2 separate regions of the Oryctolagus cuniculus genome follow, and region 1 is linked to region 2. The links are chromatin contacts, called in public Hi-C maps. All regions are on one chromosome and are shown on one strand. The core of a region is the stretch at or near the end of the contact, and the rest is flanking DNA. Distances in the headings are between cores, read along the strand shown. Region 1 overlaps KANK1 (KN motif and ankyrin repeat domains 1). Region 2 overlaps DOCK8 (dedicator of cytokinesis 8).

Evidence for each region. A called contact is a pair of places that touch in the nucleus more often than the background predicts.
Region 1: a contact with region 2 is called in a Hi-C map of an unstated tissue, with 4 times the contacts expected there. The contact joins two enhancer-like sites. A contact is called at or near these places in 2 of 6 Hi-C or Micro-C datasets (ear pinna and an unstated tissue).

Annotation. Positions count from the first base shown.
Region 1 is chr1:162,686,949-162,693,858 of mOryCun1.1, reverse strand. All of the region lies in intron 1 of KANK1 (KN motif and ankyrin repeat domains 1), which reads right to left. Among named protein-coding and RNA genes, the nearest start is that of KANK1, 100 kb to the right of the region's middle. Within about 2 kb of position 2,373, at least 1 of the 8 cell types and tissues checked has an H3K27ac peak or open chromatin away from gene starts, as enhancers often do.
Region 2 is chr1:162,458,319-162,464,884 of mOryCun1.1, reverse strand. DOCK8 (dedicator of cytokinesis 8) reads right to left here. Exons shown (of 48, transcript XM_008256091.4): 22 at 5,181-5,350; 23 at 2,276-2,371. Among named protein-coding and RNA genes, the nearest start is that of KANK1, 120 kb to the left of the region's middle. Within about 2 kb of position 2,819, at least 3 of the 8 cell types and tissues checked have an H3K27ac peak or open chromatin away from gene starts, as enhancers often do.

The DNA of each region.
Region 1 (6,910 bases), core at 1,124-3,623, 230 kb before region 2:
GTCTACTAACAGTTTCAGTCAAAATCTAATAAATGGCTTTTTTTTTTTTTTTTTTTTTTTTGACAGGCAGAGTAGACAGTGAGAGAGAGAGACAGAGAGAAAGGTCTTCCTTTTGCCGTTGGTTCACCCTCCAATGGCCGCCCCGGCCAGCGCGCTGCGGCCAGCGCACCGCGCTGATCCGAAGGCAGGAGCCAGGTACTTCTCCTGGTCTCCCATGGGGTGCAGGGCCCAAGCACTTGGGCCATCCTCCACTGCACTCCCTGGACACAGCAGAAAGCTGGCCTGGAAGAGGGGCAACCAGGACAGAACCGGCGCCCCGACCGGGACTAGAACCCGGTGTGCCGGCGCTGCAAGGCAGAGGATTAGCCTAGTGAGCTGCGGCGCCAGCCATAAATGGCCTTTTATAGATTAAGAAAATGATATAAAATTCATGAGAAAAAAAATAAATGGTCATTTCAGGTTAAGCCACCACCTGTGACACCAGCATCCCACATGAGTGCTGGTTCATATCCTGTCTGCTCCACTTCTAATTCAGCTCCGTGCTACTGTGCCTGGGAAATCAGTGGAAGATGGCTCAAGCGCTTGGGCCCCTATACTCATGTGGGAGAACTGGAAAAAACTCCTGGCTTCTGACTTTGGCTTGGCCCAGTCCCAACCATTGCACCATTTGCAGAGTGAACCAGCAGATGGAAGATCTCTCTCTCTCTCTCTCTGCCCCTTCTCTTTGTACCTCTCTGTAACTCTTTCTTTCAAATAAATACATATTTAAAAACAAAAGAACAGAAATGGTCATAACTTTCCAAGAAAGCTATGTGAAACGAGAAGGAGTGAGCAGAGAGGAGGAGAATGGGCTACCTTGATGTGATAGGATGTGTAGGTTAGACAGAATAAGGAGTATGGGGAAAACATAAAATGTGTACACTTTTTACTCTGTAAAAATGTGTTTGCACAGTGTTAATCACAATACATAAATAAGTACAAACACACAGAAGTTTAAGGTGATAGGCAGAGGCTGTGGTATTTATAATCTATAAAGCAGATTAATATAAACACTCAAAGATCACACCCACTCCATTCCACAGGCCCTGGTACTGACACCCAAGCCTTTAGTGCAGCAGCTTTCAGCCCTGCTTAGTAGCTCCCTGCCATGGCAGTGTGTGGGCGTGTTACTGGGCACTCCGGTCTGAGCAGCACTCCAGGCATTTAACAGTGACCAGGGATGCAGACCTGTAGCACAGAGCACAGCTGCACACTGCTCCCAGGCACCAAGAACACTGCCGATACGAAACTGCCACTGAGAATCAAAAGAGAGGAATTTTTCCCCAGTGCTACTTGAAACACATGCTAAAAAAAATCTTAAAATTCAATCACACATGGTGAAACGAATGCCATTATGATGAAAAAAAAAATACACACACAGAGATGGAAACAGGAGAAAGATTCTACACAATTAGGGAAAACCAGCTCATTTCCTGCAAGATCACAGCACGTTCATGCTAGAAGCCGTATCTGAACACTGAGGATCTAAAAACCATCCTCTCTTAGCGCATGCCTGTGCCTTAACAAGACACTCTTATCCCATAGCTGCATCCTCAATCCTCAACTCTCATAAGGGCTCTTGCCCCGTCTGAAGGTGCAAAGAAAAAGCAGCACAAGAAGGGGCTGGGGAGCTGGCCGCTCCTGGCTGCCCCAGAGCCCAGCACCTCACAGAGATGCTGGGGGCAGCTGCGGGGAGCACCTCCCCCAACGCCCACATGCAAGGGCAAGAGGAAGTGGAAAAACACTCTTTGACAGTGCAGGAATGAGACGCCGCATGTTCCATGAAGTGTCCTTCTTGTCATGAGCAGTTAACTTCCAAAAGGCTGTTGATGCTGCCATCTAGTGAACACAGCCCTTTCCACACCAGAAAAAGTCACATACATGGAAGAGTTCACGGGCCTACCAGCGGATTTTTAAAAGTTCACAGGAAAATGGAATTGTTAAGTGTGAGTTTATTTTGGTGCTCAACAAAAAAATCTTGAACTCCATTTACATTTTTTCATAATATACAGATCCAGGTAGTCTGAAGTATTACTCTGAAACAGGAAAAAGCAACAAAAAGTTGCTAGTCTGGATTATTCCCCTTAAGCATTAGCAAAACTTCAGCAGTTGGTACAAAAGGGACACACAGGCAAATTCTATTTTGCCACAAAGGCTCATGGCTCTGCTCTGCCTCCAGCAGTGACTGACAGCCATGCCCGCTACCAGGGCCCTGCCCACAGCCTCACCCACCTGTCCACGCATGCTGAGGACTTGTGCTTTCCCGACTTACCAGCCGACTGAATCGCTTCTCTGTCTTGGCTGCTGGGAGTATGGAGCCAAACTGGTGGTCCACTCCCGTTGTATTTGTAAGACCTGACACAGAACACGCTATCTTTAGTTTCACTCCACGTGTCCCTTTCTTGCTATTTTTCCTCTGTCCCAATCCTTCCCTCACCCACTGATTTTTAAAGCCATCATACATTCTTTTAAAAAACAAGACTGGGCACATACAAACAAAATACCTGAGTGTTATCTGCTGCATTGTGATGGTGTAACCACAGGCATATGGACAGCAAACATCACAGGCATAGGTGAATCCTGCCTTAGTGATTCTTAGGGTCTCTGTACATCTAGTATCTCCCCAGTGGCAGAACTGTCTGGACTGGGATCTCCAACTAGCCTCAGCATCACAGCCACTACCCACTAATAACCACTGTTTTCCTTGACGTACCAGATAGACTCCCAAGAAGGCCGGCTGGAATCCCTGCAGTTTCTGCAACTGGAGTCACTGCTTCTTCACTTCCATCCCACAAATCCACGGTCTCAGTGTTCCTACATGCCACCCCGTTTCTGGGTAGCAGACTCATGCATTTCAAATTATCAAGTTTATTTTTTTAATGTCAAGATTGCTTTCATGTAAAGGTTTGTCCCAAGCCAGAATATGCACAGTTACAGCAACAGGCATGAGGACGACCAGACTGAAACCCTTAAGGCTCTCCCTCCAACACCAGCTGCACACACCACGCTTATCTGCAAAGTCAGCCTGCGTACGTATTCAGGTAACAATGCCAAAAGCTCATCACAGGAAATCTCAACTTTGCATCAAAATTCCCTTTCTTATCTCTAAGGATCAGCTATTTTTTAAAAAAACAGATTGCAAAAATCACATTCTCAATCCTACCTGAGAGCCACAATGCTTGCCTCTGTGCACACACCACAGCTGACGGATTCCTATTAGTAAAGTATACTGAGGAACTCAGTGTGGGTTTTGTGGCAGATACTAAAGGAAATGTGTGTGTTCATTATGCAAATTAAAGAGATTTATTTTAAAACACTAATGTGTTTAAAAACAGGCTTGTGCACACAATAGATTTATCAATGACAAAGATAACTAGAAAGATAAACTGTAAAAAATGCCTGAAAAACTGAATGACAGCATCATCTGAAGATCTAATAACTGGCATTCAAGGTGCCACATTTTAGATACCCTCTTATCTAATGAGATAGATCTTTTGAAAGGGGCCAGTGTTTTAACTGTGAGAATAAACACTGGTTCAGATGCCTGCATTCCACACTGAAGCGCCTGTGTTAAACACCCAGCTCCGGCTCCTAACTCCAGCTTCCTGCTAATGTAGACCCCGGGAGGCAGCAGTAAGGGCTCAATGGCGAGGTCCCTGCCACTCAGGTGGGAGACCTGGATCTAGTTCCCAGCTCCTGGCTACAGCCCCAGCCCAGATCTTACTGCTGTAGACATTTGGGAAGATGCGGATGGGAGAGACTCCTCTCTCCCTCCCTAATAATTTTTTTTTAATGAATTGAAACAACTTCCTTAGGCTTCTCTGTGTGGAATTCATCTTTCATGCAGGCTACAAGCCCTAAGGTATGTCTGGAAATAGAGGGGGAACATGGGTCTCCTGGTTTTCATTCCATCATCTCGTGAGGCCTCCACTTCTTCCCATGCACACACCGAATAGAATCACGGAAGGAAGTCTAGTTACCCACTTTCTCAAAACGGAAACAAATGCAGAGACAGTGAGGATTAAGTAGCCCCTGTGAGCAGACCTTTTGTTGGACAACTGTCTGTGACTTACTACAAGATCACTTAGTTTGCCTATTGTTTTTATTAGGGAGGCTATGGACTGGCCTGACGGCAGCCAATGCAACTAGGGCTGATAGTGACATCTCCAAAGATCCAACGTCCACGCCAGGCCAACCGTCTCTTCAGAGTGGGGATAGAGACAGGGCTGGCAGGCACAATGCTAAGGTCACCTAGATATATAAACAGGCCAGAGTAATCAAGGAAGCAAACACACATGGAGCCAAAGAATCAAAAACAAAACAAGGGCCGGCGCCGCGGCTCACTAGGCTAATCCTCCGCCTAGCGGCGCCGGCACACCGGGTTCTAGTCCCGGTTGGGGCGCCGGATTCTGTCCCGGCTGCCCCTCTTCCAGGCCAGCTCTCTGCTGTGGCCAGGGAGTGCAGTGGAGGATGGCCCAGGTGCTTGGGCCCTGCACCCCATGGGAGACCAGGAAAAGCACCTGGCTCCTGGCTCCTGCCATCGGATCAGCGCGGTGCGCCAGCCGCAGCGCGCCGGCCGCGGCGGCCATTGGAGGGTGAACCAACGGCAAAGGAAGACCTTTCTCTCTGTCTCTCTCTCTCTCACTGTCCACTCTGCCTGTCAAAAAAAAAAAAAACAAAAAAAAAAAAAACAAAAAAACAACAGCCAAATGCAAGAACACCCTTTCCTTCTTTTATGGGCTCAGGGAAGAAGTTAACCATTTGTAAAGAGCAGTCTTAGGCACTGGCCTCCACCTCTTTGCCAAGCTGCAATTTCCAGACAAAGCAGAGACCACATATTGATTTCTGCCTATGGATCTAGAAGATGAAATCAAATCTCGAAGACTCAGGTCACAGCGACACAAGCTAGAAACCGTCTCAATTTATCTGCCCGGCTTTCATCCACTAGTTGTACATCCAGGGCCTGGAATATACAAGTCCTCTCTTATCTCCAAGGACTCTTCAGTGACTGTACACTCCAGAAAGCTGGGGCCTGTCACCTCCAGCCACCTCTAGATCAGTGTCCAGGGGCATGGACCTCACTCAACATCACTGACACCGGAGACTGTACTTTGTCAAACCCGGTACTAAATTAAAGCAACACCCCTACATCTTGTCCAGAGAAGGAACAGTTGTATAGCATTTTTAAATTCACGCTACTACCCCAGAACTCTATTTTATTAACTCCGTAGTTCACAGTCATCTCTTCCATTGCACTCCACTCATCATAACCACATTTTTCCTCCTCAACATTTGCTTACAGGTTCACCATGACTATGGGAAGAGGAACTGAGGTCTGGCAAAAATATTTTTAACTTTAAAACTGCTATGCTATGTTAATTTAGAATAGCTGTGTACTACTTTCATATTTTAAGAGTTTAAAATATAAACACATGTCTAATTATTCTTGTGAATTTATTGCAAGGAGTTAAGCTATTATGGTTTGAAGATTTCACTGCAATGATGCCTAAACTGGCAAAGAAGTACACCAGTCTGCCTTTTTCACGTTAGGAAGACAGTTTATGGACTATGACTACGGTACACTGATGTGATTAAATATGAACTACAGCTGCAGAAGCTCTGTAGTGAGTGGAAAGCCCTTACACTGAAGTAAAAGCAGCGCTCCAAGTAAAAATCAAGCCACATGAAGAAAATATTAACTAAATATATAAAATAAAAAACATCTGCTATAATAAAGTGGGAGTACTTATAGATAATATGGAAATGTGTTGATTTTCCTTAATATAAATTACTTGCTAATCAGTGGTCTAAGGAAAATTAATTTTGCCATAGTTCCCAACTGAAATACTGATCAAACTAGAATATCTCCTCTTTATTTAGAATTAACTTTACTGAAATTCTTGCATCAGCTTTCTATTTTATTGATGTTCAATGAATAAAACAAAAGAACTGCTATGGATTAAAAGGCTTAATTTGTTAGTATCTATTGAGCTTATTTTAAGTTTAAGTAATTCCCAAAGAACTGACAAATTAGGCCGGCGCCACGGCTCAGTAAGCTAATCCTCCGCCTTGCGGCGCCGGCACACCGGGTTCTAGTCCTGGTCAGGGCGCCGGATTCTGTCCCGGTTGCCCCTCTTCCAGGCCAGCTCTCTGCTGTGGCCAGGGAGTACAGTGGAGGATGGCCCAAGTGCTTGGACCCTGCACCCCATGGGAGACCAGGAGAAGCACCTGGCACCCTGCCTTTGGATAGGCAAGGTGCACCGGCCACAGTGGCCATTGGAGGGTGAACCAACAGCAAAGGAAGACCTTTCTCTCTGTCTCTCTCACTATCCACTCTGCCTGTCCAAAAAAAAAAAAAAAAAAAAAAAACACCACAAACACCTGACAAATTCATTTAACTCACGAGCAAACTAATCAAATGTGTCCTAAACAAGTACTGTGGTAGCACCATAAAAACAGCAGTACGATTATCTGTGCAGTAACAGGGTGAATGATACCACTATGTGAATGGTCTTTGCTTTTTTTCTTTTTCTAATCAGCTGTCTAAAGGGCCACAGGTCAAATTTTCTTCTCTTTGGGTTCTCAGAGCTTGCGGATTTTCATCCAAGATCCAACAAGGGCTCAAGTCCCAAAGAGTAACTGGGCAAGGAAGAGAGTAGGCGGCCAGCAGTGACCCAAGAGCTAACAAGAGGCGTGAGTGCGCGCTCGTGTGTCATTTCCCATGCTTCCATCCAAGAAAGTGCTGCATTGAAACAACGCGGATGAATGCGTCTGTTATGCATATCAGCACTGCCTTATCCCACTGGAAGTCGTGACACTGGCTTGGTTCACCTCCCTTGGATGCAATGTGGACTATCAACTGGGGTGGAGA
Region 2 (6,566 bases), core at 1,570-4,069:
AGAATAAATGCAGATGAACTCGTTTTTAGTATTCAGTGGTTAAGAAAGCTATAACTATTTGAACACACTAATATCCTATCCTTATGAGGAAGTTAGGTCTTAAAGTCAATCTCTAACATAAAAATTGATTATGACAAGGATTGCTCCCCACAGCCCTTTCTGTCACCCACAGAAAAATGCACACAAGCAGCTCCATTTACTCCGTCTGACCCATGTGCAAATTTTAGCCAAACTAAAAGGAGACAGACGGATACTCTGTGCAGATGTCTGTGTTCTAAGTGCAGCGCTGGTCGGTTCATGGGGACAAAGGGAGAAGGCATAGGCGCCGCAGTCTAACAGTCGATTGATTTCCTTCCGTCAGGGTAGCCACACTGAAATCAGCATGCTGGTTTGCTGTTGAGGGCCTTGGCTGACGCTCTGCCATCAGGGGGAGGCGTGAGCATGGTGGTCTGTCCGTGCACATGATGTAACTCGGCTGCATCGCCAAGTTATCCATGGTACGAGAGACGCACTCCACCAGCTTCCAAGGGAGCCTCTGGAAATAGGTCAGTCCGACTGCCAGGCTCTTCTGGCAAGAGGAGATTAGACCAGGATAAGCTGCTTCTTAAAGTAATTTATGCCGCTTACTGGGCAGCACTGTTACGAGAACACCTTGCTCTGAGGGTTATATGAAATAGCCAAGCAGCAAACTGTGTTTGCTGAGCTATTATGGAAACCTACAGGCTCAACTTCGCTGTGAAAAGAAGCAATTCTCTTCTGGTCATTTCAGGTCAAAACAAGGTAATTGCAAAATCAAACAGGACATGGCATAAGAAAGTGAGGCTGCAGGCAAATACTCATTTTAAGCAGGAGAATGGTCCTTGTAACCAGTCACTGCAAAGGGGCTGTGACAGCCCAGTGTAAAACTTCAGAGTAAGTGACAACTTTAAGCCTAACCAGGTCTTGTTCCACTTTTCCTTTTATTCATTACCCCTGTTCCCTCTCCCAACATATGGTGCCCGGATTACAGCAAAGTCTACAGAGCCAGGCCCTGGCATGGCATCCCAGGTGGGATCTTTCCCTCCAGTCCAGAGGCTGACTGCAGAAAGCTCATTCCCTCCTTGCCTGCTTCATAAACATCTCCCTGCAGGGTTAGCTGCTGCTTCCTGTGGGAATCTTTGCAATTAACATTCTAATCAGGGTCTCAAGACTACTATAAAGGAGAGAATCTTGGTGCCTAACAGAGGAGAAAACTTGGGACGGACAGCTTTTTCCCCCCATTCCTTAGATTACACCAGCTGTCACTCTGATTGGAGAATTTTGTTGTTAAGGATTTCTACAGCTTAAGTGAGTTTCCAAACTCACGGGGATACAGATTATGGAGAATGCAGAAAGCATTTTATACTAAATTATATAGTACTGAAATAAATGATGACTCATTATTGGCCTTTCACTTTTGTCAAAGGCATTGTCTACATTCACCTTCCACTAAAAATTAGGTTTATACAGTAGCTTCCAAAGTGTGGGCCCTGGGCCAGCGTCAGTTGGGAACTTGTCGGATATGCAATTTGTACTTCTTGGGCTCCAGTTCAGATCTACAAAGGTACTTCAGAAGTTCATGGAAAAATGGAATTAAAAGTTTATTTTGGTGAAAAAATTTTTGAAATCCATTCCTATTTTTTTCATGAAACACATTTTTCATGAATTTTTTGAAGACTTCACGTATGCATGGATTTCAAAGCTTTCGTACACCAAAATGAACTTATTTTTTAATTTCATTCTCCATGAATTTTAAGACCCTTATATTGAACAGAAATCTAGAGGTAGGATCCAGCAATAAGGTTTCACAAGCTTTCTGGCTAATTCCCATGCATGGAAAAGTTGGAGAATCATAGAGTTAGGCAGTTAGGTGATCCAAAAAAATGGGTGAAGGACAGGGCCATGAAACTGTGATGTGTGTGTGTGTGTGTGTGTGTGTGTGATGTCTGTGTAGTGTGTGATGTGTATTATGTGATATGTGTTTGTGTGAAATGTGATGTGCATATGTGTCATGTGCGGTGTATGTCATGTGTGATGTGTATGATGCATGTGTAGTGTGTGATGTGTGTGTGGTGTATGATGTGGTATGTGTGTGATGTATGTGTTTGTGTGATGTGTGTATGTGTCTGTGTGTGTGTGTGTGTGTGCTGGCAGGGCCTGAGAACACTTTGATGGTGTCTACTTTCAGTCAGAGCACTAGGGCACAAGTGGATCCTTTCCTATTCTGTGGTCATCTTTACCCTGCCCTCCGTGGTACCTTTTTGCTGGCAGGTCTTGGGGCTGCAGGAGAACTTGGAACATCATTATTGCCAGAGCAATAGTACGACATCCGGTTGCAGTTGCGGTCACCAATCTGAAACACAGACCATGACTCAGCAGTCAGCCGACAGTGGTACCCCAGTAGGATGAACCAATTGCCCTGAAATGTAACCTCGGAATTCATGTTTAGTCTATTGTTTCCCACCCCCTCAAGTAACAAAGGTAAAATAGTTGCTATACATAAATAGTAGGGTCTTCAAAAAATTTATGGAAAACTGCATGAATTTCAAAATTTTTGTCATCAAAATACAAGGAGCTTCAAAAAATTAATGTAAAATATTCATTGTCTTTGCATTCATTCCATTTTCCCACAAACATTTAAAAGTACCCTGTACAAAGCAAAGCAAGGTAAAGTTATGCCCAATTCCAAGGCTCCCAAGAATCAGGCAGTGCTGAAGTTCTTTCAATTTTCTAGTCTCTGGCTTTAGTGGGAGAACATAAAAACGGTGTGGGAACAGTGCCTCTCTGTGGTTCAGTGTGGAAAGTACTCAGTCTCCCCAACACTCATACAGTGTCAGAAACCATTTTTGAAAGGAAAGGCTAAACTTCATTCTTTTGATTGGGCAACATTTTCTCCCCTTGCCGTAGACTAATTAGGAAGTTGCTAACCAAGTCTACACAGAAATACTTTCACTGCACTCAAATGAAATCATCAAGACGCAGACTGTCAGCAGTCTCTGCGGGTCACTTCTCCCCTGGGCAATCAGCACATGATACCACAACGTGCTAGCAAGCCAGCTCTCCAGGGAGGGGACAATCTGTGGCAGCTACCAATTTTTGTGTTGTTCATATTTCCATGACGGGTGATTTGTATTTACACACATGATGTCATGGATGTACACAGTTTGGAAGAAACATGAAAGCTGATACACAGCATTGTGCAGACACAATAAACATAAAGAACTCAAGGATATGGCTGATAGCAAAAAGTCATAAAATAACAAGGAAGGTTACAAATTGCAAGAGTAGTACAGAGTGTTCTGTGTACTCTTTACCCCATCTCCATTAATTTTCATATCTCACAGAGTATGGTACATAAAACTAAGATATTCACATCTGTACATTCTGTAACTAAATCAGAGGCTCTTTGGTTATCACTTTTTTTTTAAGAATTATTTTATTTATTTGAAAGACAGAGTTACAGAGAGAGGCAGAGAGAGAGAGAGAGAGAGAGAGAGAGAGAGAGAGATCTTCCATTCCACTGGTTCAGTCTCCAAATGACCTCAATGACCAGAGCTGAGCTGATCCGAAGCCAGGAGCCAGGAGCCAAGAGTTTCTTCCGGGTCTCCCACATGGGTACAGGGGCACAAAAAGTTGGGCCATCTTATACTGCTTTCCCAGGCCATATCAGAGAGCTGGAACGGAAGTGGAGCAGCCAGGACTCAAACCAGCACCCATATGGGATGCCGGCACTGCAGGCAGTGGCTTTAACCTGCTGTGCCACAGTACCAGCCCCCTTACTGTTTTTACCACTAACATCCTACTTCTGTTGCAGGATACAGCCCAGGCTACCACATTACATTTAGATTTTATTTACTTTTTAATATCACTTATTTAACTGTGAGTTTATATAATTTACTTTTTAGTAGCATCTATTTCACAACTAACTCAGGCAATTCCTTCAAACTGAGCAGTCAGTTTTCAGGACCAGCTTCAGCCTGTCATTGGGTTGACATTTGTAGGTCAAGAAGGGTAGAACGTCTAGAGTTTCACACGGTTCAGCCTGCAGACAGACCGCAGAATCTCTGGAGGCAGACCCAATGCTTGCCAAAGATCCATGTGCGGTGGGCATTGGTGTATTATGAGGATGCCACTGATGACTGCATCCCGTTTCAGAGTGCCTGGGGTTGAGCCCCAGCTCTGTCCCCAGTTCCAGCGTCCTGCCCGTGCATGCCCTGGGTGTTAGCAGATGATGGCTTTGGAACTTGGGTCCCTGCCACCCATATGGGAGACCCAGATAGAGTTCTAGGCTCCTGGCTTTTACTTGGCCCAGCCCTGTGTGTTGCAGGCATCTGGGGACTGAAATCGTGTATGGAAAATCTTCACGTCAATCTGTCTCTGTCTCTCTGCCTTTTAAATAAAATAAAGAAATAAATTTAAAAACCCATAGGTGGTTCTTATGTTTAGCCAGAGGCCAGAAGCTCTGAGGAAATGAAGACGTGAGGCTGAGGGCAGGTAAATGACTTGCCGGTGCCCACGTGGCTGGCGGCTCCATCAGCACCAAGCCCAAACCCTAACCCTGCTCTCTAGAATCCCTTGCTCACACCACGCTGTCTCACGTGGGTGGAATGCGAAAGGAAAAATGCACTAGGCCTGGAGATTTTGATTTATCAGAATAAGCACAAATGATATTACTCTACTAGCTTAGCCACCCTGGGCCATAGATAACAGGGGCAAAATTCGGATTAAGAATTCATGGTAGCTTTGTGAATATTCTAAAAAATACTGATCATATGCTTTAAAATGGGTAATTTTATCATAACTAAAATTTCAAGTGAAAGACACTCTACAAAATACGAATTCAGTTTTAGTTAAACAGCCTTTACAAAATGACAGGTAGAGGAATGAGCTGCTGTTCTCTTGTACAGGTTGACTATAGTTAACAATGTTTTACTGAGAATTTCCAAATAGGGGGAAGAGAGGACTCAGTATTCTCACTACTAAGAGATGACAGATGTATGAGGTGACAGATACGCTCACTCTCTCCTTTGATGCCCACAAGATACATAAGACGACTGAAACGTCACCCTGTACTCCGTAACTGTGTACAATTATCGTGTGTCAACTAGAAACAAAACACAACAAAAGCCCTGGTCACCTGCAGGGTCTGACGGCCTCCCTACCTTTGAAGACATGATGTTCTTAACTTCCTCGTCCGCCGCGGAGTGTGTCCCGGCCAGGTCTGGGTTGCTGCTGCTCATCACCCGGGCCTGAAGCAGCTTTGAGCTCACGGCAGCAGCAGACGTGCGCCCATACGTGTGGTAGCGAGGGTCGGGCAGGGCAGGGGTTCCGCCTGCACCCCACGAGGCAGAGGCATGTCAACAGACAGGGGACCAGAGTCACTCACTGAGTTTAAGGAACTGAAGAGAGAAAGGGCAGGTGGTGGGGGAGGGGTGGGAGGAATTCTGCCAGAGGAGGGCTGTAAATCAGTGCTTCATTATCAAAAGCTTGGGTGGAGCAGGGATGCAATGCTACAGGGGATACATAGGCAGTAGGGAGTGGTGAGGACTGGGGTGAATTACAGACACAGCCCAGGCAAGGGCTACTACTTGGCTCTAGCCGAGCACTGTGAGGGAGAAACAGACCCCAGGGTTGTCAGAGCTTCTGATCCTTATGCGAAGCTGGAAAGGTAGATTTTAAAAATTTATCAGTATTTCCATGATGGTGACTTTGCAATTCACACAGGGAGGTCTTCTGAGATTTAAACATTCATCGTCTGACAGTCTGTGAACCTCAGGAGGACAAGCATACACTGTGTACTCAGAGGGCTGCCTTTCACTTTTCAAGTATGGACAGCTCTCCAAGGTGACTGTGTGTCCATGAGATACCAAGCATTTTTAAGACTCAACTAGAGATGGCAGATTCACTTGAAGTGAGGCTTCACAGATGTAACCAAGTGCCACGTATATTTGGATAAGGAATTTTGTGAATTCGCTGATGCTATCTGTTAAATCATGCAGACCAGATTTTAGGGTTGGTTATTGCCTTATATATAAATGATAATACATAAATATATATTACATAGGCAATATATAATATATAATAAATATAATACTACATATAATATATATTGGGGCTGGCGCCATGGCTCAATAGGCTAATCCTCCACCTGCAGCACCGGCACCCTGGGTTCTAGTCCCATTCAGGGCGCCGGATTCTGTCTCATTTGCCCCTCTTCCAGGCCAGCTCTCTGCTGTGGCCCGGGAGTGCAGTGGAGGATGGCCCAAGTACTTGGGCCTTGCACCCCATGGGAGACCAGGAGAAGCACCTGGCTTCTAGCTTTGGATCAGCGCGGTGCACTAGCCGCCGCGCACCAGCCGCGGCGGCCATTGGAGGGTGAACCAACGGCAAAAAGGAAGACCTTTCTCTCTGTCTCTCTCTCTCACTGTCCACACTGCCTGTCAAAAAAAAAAAAATATATATATATAGGTTATTACCTTGTTTATAAATGGTAATATTTGTATTATTTATAATATTCATGATATTATGTATAGCATATATATTATAAA